Linked DNA regions of Mus musculus: region 1 is linked to region 2. Evidence: chromatin contacts called from public targeted proximity ligation data. All regions are on one chromosome and are shown on one strand. The core of a region is the stretch at or near the end of the contact, and the rest is flanking DNA. Distances in the headings are between cores, read along the strand shown. Region 1 holds the start of Tmem252 (transmembrane protein 252). Region 2 holds the start of Pip5k1b (phosphatidylinositol-4-phosphate 5-kinase, type 1 beta).

Region 1 (4,934 bases), core at 211-2,710, 120 kb after region 2:
GGGGGGGGGTGCCTGCAGTTGTTTTTTGAACTGCAGTGTCTTCCTGTCTCTCCTAGCCCTAACTCAGAGGTGGAGCTAAGGAAACGTCGGGAACAAGGCTAAAGAATATAAGTATAAATACTGTGACTCTGCACAAATAAACATTTTCCTGTTGGAAAAGCAAACGACCAGGGATGACAATGGAGGAATGTGGGAAGCCTCTAGGAAGTGACTCAGGAGCCCCAGTGGGGAGAGAAGTCTCTTGGTGTGGTGTGGACGTGCCAAGGCACCAAATAAAAGAAAGGTAGGAAGTACAGCCTGAGGCAGGTCTGCAGTGAGGAGTTTATAACCACAGACTGAGTGCAGAAGGTAGCTCCTAGACCGTTCCTAGGGCAATGTGACACAGAGCAGAGACGCAGGGAAAGAGGGCAAGGGACATGGTTTGGCAGCATCTGCTAAGATACATTTTACCTAAGACATATTTTAGGGGGAAGGTTTCAGATTTTCTTACAGCCTTTCATCTGTCACTGTGCCCTGTGAGACCGTGTGGGGGCCAAAGAGTAGGGTGTAATAGGAGAAATTTATGATGTGTACTCTCTTGGTATACATGATAGCTATATCATGCTAGAGCGTTATGAGGACAATGCCCTTAGGTCAAATGCCTATGGATTTTTTTTTTTTTTTTTTTTTTTTTTGAGAGCAGGGAGAGACTTGGGTGAAACATATATAATGAACCAGGAATGGTAGCCTGCACTAAAGTCACACAGAATAAATACTTAACTAGCACCCGTCAGTCAGAGGGGACGATGGGTTGCAATATCTGCACCCCAACAACGGGAAAATTTGGCAGCAGAATTCAAACAGCAGTTATTACACCAGGTGCCACCACCCCCGGCCCCGGTCCTTCTCCAGTGTGCTCCCTCTCCTTCTGGAATTCTCTTCTATCAACAGAAAGATCACTTCCTGGCCTGCTCCCATGGAATTTTCCCAGAATCAGAGTATTGGGACAATGAAGGGTAGAGTCACTGACGTAGGCAAAGACAGAGCGCTAAGAGCCTTGGCGAAATGTACTTTTAGTACGGAAAGAGAAAATGAAATCAGGAAAGGAGTCTTTGCCAAACAATGAAGGCAAGAGTTTGTAGACAGATGCTAACGTCTTTAACTTTCAGTACAGAGTTCCCTACAGCGAGGGCTGAGAGACCAGTGCCTTCATACTCAAAAAGATTCCGACCTCTCTTCCAATACCTGGGAGCAGCTGAGGTCCCACCCACCAACCAGGAACATACTGGCTACCCACAACCTCCCCTTCCCCCCCCCCCCCCCCCCCCCCGAGGACACAATGTTATGTTTCTAGGTTCCCCCTGGAGGATGTTACAGTAACTTCCAGTGGTTAATGAATAGCTTCCCGGTGCCTGCTTCATTTAATTGTTCAAAGGCCATTTGTTCCTGTATATAAGGCTGTGACCTGGCTAGTGAGTGCTCTTCCCCCAGCAGGCCTGGAAGCAGAGGAGTGGCAGGATCAGAGGGGCTCCAAGAAGAAGGATGCAGAACAGGACTGGGCTGATCCTGTGCGCCCTCTCCCTCCTCACCGGCTTCCTGATGATTTGCCTGGGTGGCTTTTTCATCTCCAACTCCATCTTCCACTCCCAGAGGAATCTGGTTGTGGCCTACGTGCTTCTGCCCATGGGGTTTGTGATCCTTCTGAGTGGAATTTTCTGGGGCACCTACCGCCAAGCAAATGAAAACAAAGAGATGTTCAACCACGTGCTCAGACAGCACCTCGCTTTCCAGGACCTGCCCCTGGCCACTGTAGACAGGTACGTGCTGAGCTGAGCGCCAGAGGGCATGAGAAGGGTTGAGAGGAGTCATGGTGTGGGAAGGGGAGTGAAGCACAGGCCCATAGTGGATCCACTTACAGGAGGCTATGAAGCTAGGCTCAAAATTCCACCATTGGGCAATTTGCTCTGGGGCTGTTGTGCGTGGTGGGGAGCGGGGCTGCCTTTGGGGAAAACAACGACGTAAGAGGAAATTGTCTTAGGGTAAGATCCTCATGCCCACAGTAAAAAGTCACATAAACAAATTAAGGGGCACAATCCCTAGATTCTTCCTATGTTTGGGGGTGGGGGTGGTAATTTTAGTTAAAGGCAGGTGATGATTAGATGGTCCTGATAGCCTGGTTACTGGGTTATAAAGAAAGTCCCAGACCAAGTTCTACCCACAATACATGAGCAAGCAGACCAGACGTCAAGTCAGTCCAGCAACTTCTGTGACTAAGGGACGTTCTAGATGACTGACCTTTTAAGTGTTCTGATCTCACCTCTTATGAAGGACATATTCAAGGCAAGATGATAACATGCCCATCGATGATACAAAACCAAACGGCAGCACGGATACACACAGACGGCATTATTACTTGGCCTTAAGACAGACCACATTAATTGATATGTGCCGTAGATATTTAGACACTGAAAACATTATGGCAAGTGACACCTGCCAGACAGAAAGGACGGCCACTGTACTATTTCTGCTTACACCATGAGCTACCAGAGCCACTTACACCACAGCCATTTATACCAATCCTTAGCAGCTATCACAGCTGCTTACACTAAGTAGCTACTGCAGACAGGAAGCAAAACAGTAGTCCCAGGCCTGGGGGTTGTGTGTGGTGGGGGGGGGGGGCGGGGAGAAATGAAGAATTATTATTTAATGATTATAGGGCTGTAGTTTGGGATACAAACTACAATCTAGGGATTGTAGGGATAGTTTTGCAGCAATATAAGACCACTAATACCACTAATGCCCTCACAAGTAATACATGTTATTTATATTTTAACCAAAAGGGCAGGGGGGGCGGGAAAGATTCAGGTAACCTTGTGGTTGGTTAACTTAGCATGGAACTTCTAATTCTTGTCCAAACACAAGAACATTGTTCTAAAGGTATAGGGTGTCTTAAGGCCTAGGATGTAAGCATCTGTAAATCCTGTGAGCTCTTCATGCAAGAGTAAGAAGATCATAAAAGGTTTTGATTATCCCGTGTACTTTGAATAAGAGTCCTCTCGCCAGTGACAGTGCATTGTTGGCATTCATCACACCAGAGACAACAATCAGAAACCATTTCCAAGGTCAGTTAGCTTAACTAGGGATTGTTTGGGTTTCATCTTAAAATAAGATAACAGAGTAAGCCAGGCAGTGGTGGCGCATGCCTGGAATCCCAGCACTCGGGAGGCAGAGGCAGGTGGATTTCTGAGTTCAAGGCCAGCCTGGTCTACAAAGTGAGTTCCAGGACAGCCAGGGCTATACAGAGAAACCCTGTCTCGAAAAGCCAAATATATATATATATATATACATATACATACATACATACATACATACACATATATACATATACATATATATACATATACATATATATACATATATATATATATGTATATATATAAAACAAGTGATTCAGAAGATGTGTCTAGAGTGATTGTGTGTGTACAGTGTTTTTGTGTGTGCAGGTATTTGTGTGTATTCATGCATGTGTGTGCATGCATATATGTTTGTATGTGTGTTTGTATGTGCATATTTGTATATGTCCTTATGTGTTTGTACATGTATATGTTTGTGCATGTGTTTGTGTGTTTGGTTGTGTGTGTGTGTATGTATGTGTGTGTGTACTTGTGTGTATGTTTGTTCATGTGTTTATGAGTATGTGTATATATGTGTACATCTACCTTGTGAGTTCTTGCTAATAGCAAATGATACATCTGAAATTTACCAACATATTCATATATTCCCTTGTCTGGAGTATTCAAAAGTAAATCATGAATATCTTGACACCCTTCCCTGCCCCTTCCTGCTGCATCATGAGATGCTCAGTCCACAGAGTCAGCCGGAAAAGTTCCATATCTCAAAAGCTTTGCACTCAAAATAGGTAGCTAGGCGGAGACATCCACGTGAGTGATCCTCCAGTGACGGAGTTCACGGGAGCAGTCTTTTCGGCAGTCTCTCAAGTGGTTCCAGGGAAAATCTCGCCTTTCTGTCCCCATGACTCAACTTTGGCTATTCCTGGGAAAGGTCAAGACTTACATCGTACAGTAGACAGCTTCTTCAGCTATTTAGCTCTTGGCTCTGTGATATTTGGAGTGGAGCAGGGGCTACAAATGGCAGGCCCTGCTCTGTTGTGGTTACCCTCCACAAACACTCCCTTTGGCACTGGATAATTACCTCTATAAATATACAACTCATGTAAGCTCACACCATCTCCCTTCCACTTGCCACACCCCCACCTTCATTCATGATGGTGGAGTCAGAAACATTTAGAGACTAGATGGGCAAGTCGACCAGCGTGCCCATCAGCTGGAGTGAATGGCTCTTAACCATGGGTAGGCTGGCATTACTAGTCTGCAGGGGAAAGTCCCACAAAGCTCTCAGCTGATGCCTTTTTGCAACCAGAGTGTGTTTCCCATGTTTTCTCTGAAACTAGCTGCCCAGGTCTTGATAATGTGTCAGGAGAGAGTGGTAGCATTTATTCTGCCATGGACCTGCATGTGACAAACGGTTTCCATTCATTATTTTGTTGCTTGTGAAGGTCTGAGGCCTTGAGAGCAGTGGAGTATTAGATGCTGTGTGTGAATGGTAACAAGGATTGGGTCCTGTTAAAGAGAGGTGGGATGTGGTCAAAATCCCTGTGTCACCTAAAACTGATAAGGTTGCTGCACTGAATGGCTGTTTCTCGGATTGAAAGAGCAAACAAGGTGGACTCCCTTGGAATGCTGTTTGGAACAGGAGGGCCTGCTATGACTGAAGGCGGGGGTGGGGGTGGGGGCTTGGGAAGGGTGTTCTTCTGGAAGGAGATGCAGTTTTTAGAAACCCATGATGTCAGAAAAGTACATCTGTTTCAAACTCTGTTTCTTAGCAGTTTAGCTTCACACAATGTAAGTTGAGAGAGGCAGACATATGCTTGCTTC
Region 2 (5,167 bases), core at 1,431-3,930:
CACAACTCAGGAGACAACATGGGTGATCCACAGTGGGCTCCAGTCCCCGCACTTCAGAAGGCGCAACTCACCTCTCACAGGGAAATCATCCCTGTGCTGGGAACTTACATGCAAGGTGCTGTGTCTTTTATAATAGCAGGCTGTCCTTATGAATGAGTCCATTCACCCCCATTAACTTAACAGCCACGAGGACAGGCTTATTTACTATATGCAAACACAAAGCTTCAAAAAAAAAGTGCATATGCAATACCAATTCATACCTGAGAGAACTTTAACCTGAATACTTCAAAGTCAAATAGAAGCACTAAGCAGCATAGGTGCTCGAAGCTGCTCAAGCACACTTGCAGTTTTCTTTCCCTCCGTCAAGTGGTACGATGTGAAACTGCCCAAGTCAGAAAAAACAAACTGAAGCTGGAATCAATGATTAGCTAGCTCCCTTGGCTGATACAGGGAAACTGGGTTTCTCCTACAGGAAATAATACCACATTATTAGACCCCGAAGGATGCTAAAGCTGGCCAAAAGAGACATAATTTCGTAGGCACTTTTTTGTTTCCCATGAGAAATGCTTAAGGCTCAGCGTATGGTCTGGCACAAAGGCTGTGTCAGAGCTACAGCCCAGTTCACCAACCAGCTCACTGAACAGAGTGACCTCATCTAATCAGAAGTGGGACAATGACAGAAAACACAAAGCAACAAACTGTCAGGCGATTAGATGAACTCTCCCTCTTGGACCATCCACTCAGGGTTCGAGAAGTGATGTAAAACTCTCATGATGGCCTGACCCCCGAGTTTCCCCACATCTGCAAAATGTGAGCATCAAATCACAAGGAGGTCGAACTGACCACTGTGAGGAGACGACAAATCTAGCCATTAAAGAAAAGAAGACTTCACTAGTACAGGGCTGGCTCTGAATGAGGGACAGCAAGGCTGGCTTTAACTGGAAGGACCGATTGTCACTGTGATAAACCCCAGAATCCGAGTCCCCCATGCCTCCTCTAAACCTATGATAAGCATCTTCACCACACCTCCCTCAGAAGTGGTTGAAATAAGATGAGCATACTGAAAAGCAATTAAAAATTGCAAGACACTGATGCAAATATTAGGTGGGTTTTTTTTCCCCCCCAGTCCCTCCAGTTTTCTTAGTTTGGATAAAAATGTAATATGGCTTTATCTGTAAGCACTGTTCAACTTTCCTGCCCAAGGATGGCTGCACTTCCCATGCATCCTGGGGGGGGGGGGTCCTCCACCTTTGTACACAGAACCCAGCATTTTCTTCAGCTTAGAGATCGCACAGGACACTTAAGGCTCAACCTTGAACTTGGTTGGGTAAGTTTTTGTTTTTGTTTTTCTGTTTTGCCTTTCAGTGGGCAGCCCTCTGACAGAAGCTTCCATGAACCCCCATCACACTGGAGTCTAAGGAAAACCAATCCTTGGACTTTGATCTACTCCAACGACTGCAAAAACACTACAGCCTCTACACAGAACAAGAGGGAAGTCTCCCGGAAGAGAGGTGAAAGGGGCCCTTTACAGCTAAGTTCAAGAGAACAGCCTCGGACTACTTCTTAGATCAGATTAATCAGGTCTCAGTCCTTATGGACCATTCATTTTACAGGGGGACCTCTACCAGGCTGAGAATGCCATCAAGGGGCAGAGCCAGGGCAGAGGCGGGGGTGGGGGGGGTGGGGGGGATGGCTACTTGAGAGTCAGCATGCGCTTCCTTTACATAGCATCATAGTAAATAGCAGATCCTGTTCAAAGTCCTGACTTCAGTAGACATGAAGAACAAATTCACTGACTACCCAAACAACTTCTCTGGAACAGGTTTCTACCCAAGCGTGCTGTGCACAGCAGACAGCCGGCTTGAGAGGGTGGGGGTAAGAAATGAGAACATGCTCATCTGCATAGATGAGAGATAAGCAGACGTTTGTTGTCTTCGGTTCTGACGACTCCTGGCACCAGAGTGGCAAGTCCAACTCCAGCGCTCTCCCCATCCCCCCCGCCACCCCCCACCCCCGCCCCAGATGTTGAATCGTCACATTGACAGGGCCATTGAAGACAGGGGACTGTAAAAGTCGGCGGCTGTTTTCAGGCTGGAACTGTAGTTCACCTGTTCCACCCGGCGCCAGAGCCAGAAATCAAGCAGAACGCCACTCGTGGAAGCCCCTCTGTACATCCCGGGGGGCGCCTAACAAGTTCGCTGCTGTTTAGAAGCAGGGGAGAATGACGGAGACACCTCTCCTGCTGCAACAAAACTCAGCAGGTTCCCCAGAAACGAGGGAGGGGTCTCTGACTTAAGTGAGCCCGAGGGATCACTGGGTGTCACTGCGGCCCTAGGGATCAGGGTAGCGAGGCGGTCGGTGCCCACGGGGACTGCGCAGCTGTGGCCCCCGAGGAGCGAAGGTCCTGGTTTGACGACCACGGGCGCCCCCTCCATGTCACCCCCAGCACAACTTGGACAGGCAAAGTGGAAAGGTGGAGAGCAGGTCAGGTCCCAGCAGAGACACACAGAGCCTCAGGCGCGGCGGCAAGGGAGGGTGTAGGCAGGGTTGCCGGGGACGCGCAGGAAACTTACCTCCTTCGGCCGGCGTGCTGGAGCCTTGGCGGCCGAGACCAGTTGCGCCACCGCGGGCAAGTTGTCGGGATGTCGTGGGTTCTCCGGTGGCTGCAGCGGGCGGCGGGCGGCGGGCGGGGCGGAGCCGGAGCAGCGCCGGGGGGTGGGGTGGGGGGGCGGGCAGGTGCCGGGCCCTGCCGCGGGGCCACACTGGGCTCGGACGCGCGGCGACGGGGACGCGCGGCTGCGAGTGTGCAATGCGCGCGCGCCGCGGCCGGTGTGCGTGTCCCCGCGTTCCCCTTCCTTCCCGCCGCTCCTCTGGTCGGCAGAACGGCAAGCGGACCACTAGGACCAGACAGCGCCGGGTGGCGCGGCGAGGCGAGATCGGGGGATGGAGGCCGAGGAGTGGCGGTGCCCCGCAGCCACGGGCCCCCGCACGGCGCGCCGGAGTCCGAGCGGGGCGGGCAGCGAGCAGGCTGCACGGCGGCCGCGACTCCGGGAGGCTGCAGGCCCCGCCCGCCGGCCGCCCAGGCTCTTCCCCTTTTCTCTCCACCCTCTGCTCTGTCCCGCACGCCCTGCAAGGAAGCCAGACCGGTTTGCAGCAGCAGAGCAGCCCGCAGTCGGACCTAACGCTCTAGTCGGTGCGTGGGAGATTGTGCGCCCGGGCCACTGTGCAGCCAGGACTCAGAGCAGGGGTGAAGCGGCTCCCTGAGATTAGCGGGATCCTCCAAAGCTCCAGAGCTTCTGGGAGCTTCTCAGAGTCTCGAAGCCTCACTGCTGTGGACTGTGTTGGGGTAGGGCGTGCCGCTGCCAGTGTCCCTGGCCACCAGTCGGGCAATGCCAGACTTGACTCCTCTTCCTTGAGGAGCCAGCACTTAAGCAAGCAGAGCCCTCCCCTATACCCCCTTTATCAGGAAGGGACGCGCAAAGGTTCTGAGACCACACTTGTCTCCCTTCTAAGGATAGCAGGTGCTCTCAAGAAGGACGATCTATCCAACAGGTTAGGGATGGGCTAGTGAGGGGTCCCGCGCCATTGAGCTACAATGGGGGCGCGCCTGCTGGAGCCACTTGGAATCTCACTAGGTTAGTTTAGCTTCGAAGAGGGTAGGGGCTAGATCTAAGGATCCGTTTGGAGTTGTGCTGTTCTGAACGCTAAAATTAAATTTATCTAACAGGCACAGGAAGAGAGCGACTCCCTCCCAGTTGGGTCGAAGCAAGTGGTACAGTTCAGCTTTATCACTTCCTTCCACTTTCCCCTCCTCAGACAAAACAAAACACTTGTGGGAAAGAAAACTTGCGTTCTGTCAGAGGAAGACCAGCATTTGATGACCCTTGCTTGAGGACACTCCCTTGAGGCTCTACAAAGAGCACCTGCAGGCAGTTTTGAAATCTTTTAACAACCCCACCCCCAACCCCAACTCGAGTGAATTTGTGGTGGTTTAGTATCACCCTGGAATGAAGCATAAAAATTCCTTTATAACAAAAAATGCATTGTTCTTAAAGTTTTATTCACGTAAAGCTGACAAATCAAATAGATGTGTATTGTTAGGGACGGTATCTCCAGTGTTCTTCCAGGTGTGTGTGGCCGCTACTAGCGATTTAAGGCATCACTAACTTAGGACTTGGGTCCAAGCATTCTGGACTTATTAAAGCACAGAGTAAGAACATGTGTGTGGTCCAGCTTGCACGCTTTTCAGATGAGAAAACCGTAGCCCTAAGACATCCAGTAACTCACAGGCGAGGACACAGTTTTCCTTACTCTTAGTCCTTGAACAAAAAGTAACAGCAATACTGACTTAACAGAGTTCAAGATGGGGCCAGTGGAGGGGGCAGCAGAGAAAGAGCAGCGGATCAAAGATCAAAGAACCTTGCAACCAACTGCTGTGAATCACTGTATAGGGGGCAGCATCTCACCGCTCTGAGTCGCGGGCTGGCTGGAATCTGGGGCTGGGGAAATCAGTCTCCCTGTCGCGTGCCTCAGACTTCCACTCTGAACTTCAAGGAGTGGGAAGTGGATTTGCTTCCCAGAGAGGCGATGCCATAGGGGATATGAAAACAGGCGAAGCCAAATCTGAATGACCTCTCAGTGGATCAAAAGCGCTCAGAGGCGTTAGACTCCCACACCCCAATCCTGCACAGCTGCTTTCTCCATTAGAACCTAATCTCCCAGGCAAACAACCTTGGGCTTCTGGTAGAGAAGTCCCAAAGCCAACTGCTTACAGGACATTTGTAGAGATAACACGGTGAAACTGGACTCTAAGAATTTCCCCACGAGCCTTATACCCCATTGTTAGTTCCATGTATGAAAGACAAAACAAAACAAAACAATCCTTCCTGATCTACTTATATCGGTGGGATTTCAGGAAAGCCATCCTCTATTGGAAATGAAAGATCATCAATGTCACTAGCAATAGTGACTTGGCCAGAAAAATCGTGAAACCTATTTAAAAACTAGAAAATAATCATTTAAACAAAGTCTTAAAATTATTATTTATTTCCATACAGAGGAGACATGTATGTTTCTTATAGCAGATATAACAACAACAACAACAACAACAAAACAAAAACAATAATGGCTCCCAAGTAATAGCTTCCCTCTATCCAAGGCTTTTCCT

Evidence for each region.
Region 1: a targeted proximity ligation map of intestinal crypt epithelium shows a contact between it and region 2, with 5 read pairs. A contact is called at or near these places in 4 of 130 datasets of targeted methods (embryonic stem cells, intestinal crypt epithelium, intestinal villus epithelium and 1 more) and 1 of 9 other capture datasets (embryonic stem cells).

Annotation. Positions count from the first base shown.
Region 1 is chr19:24,672,548-24,677,481 of GRCm38.p6, forward strand. It overlaps Tmem252 (transmembrane protein 252), which reads left to right and starts at 1,461. Exons shown (of 2, transcript NM_183160.3): 1 at 1,461-1,796. The coding sequence starts at 1,522.
Region 2 is chr19:24,553,192-24,558,358 of GRCm38.p6, forward strand. Pip5k1b (phosphatidylinositol-4-phosphate 5-kinase, type 1 beta) reads right to left here and starts at 2,681. Exons shown (of 15, transcript NM_008846.3): 1 at 2,574-2,681. Gm50341 (predicted gene, 50341) reads left to right here and starts at 3,141. Exons shown (of 2, transcript NR_169181.1): 1 at 3,141-3,193; 2 at 3,817-4,219.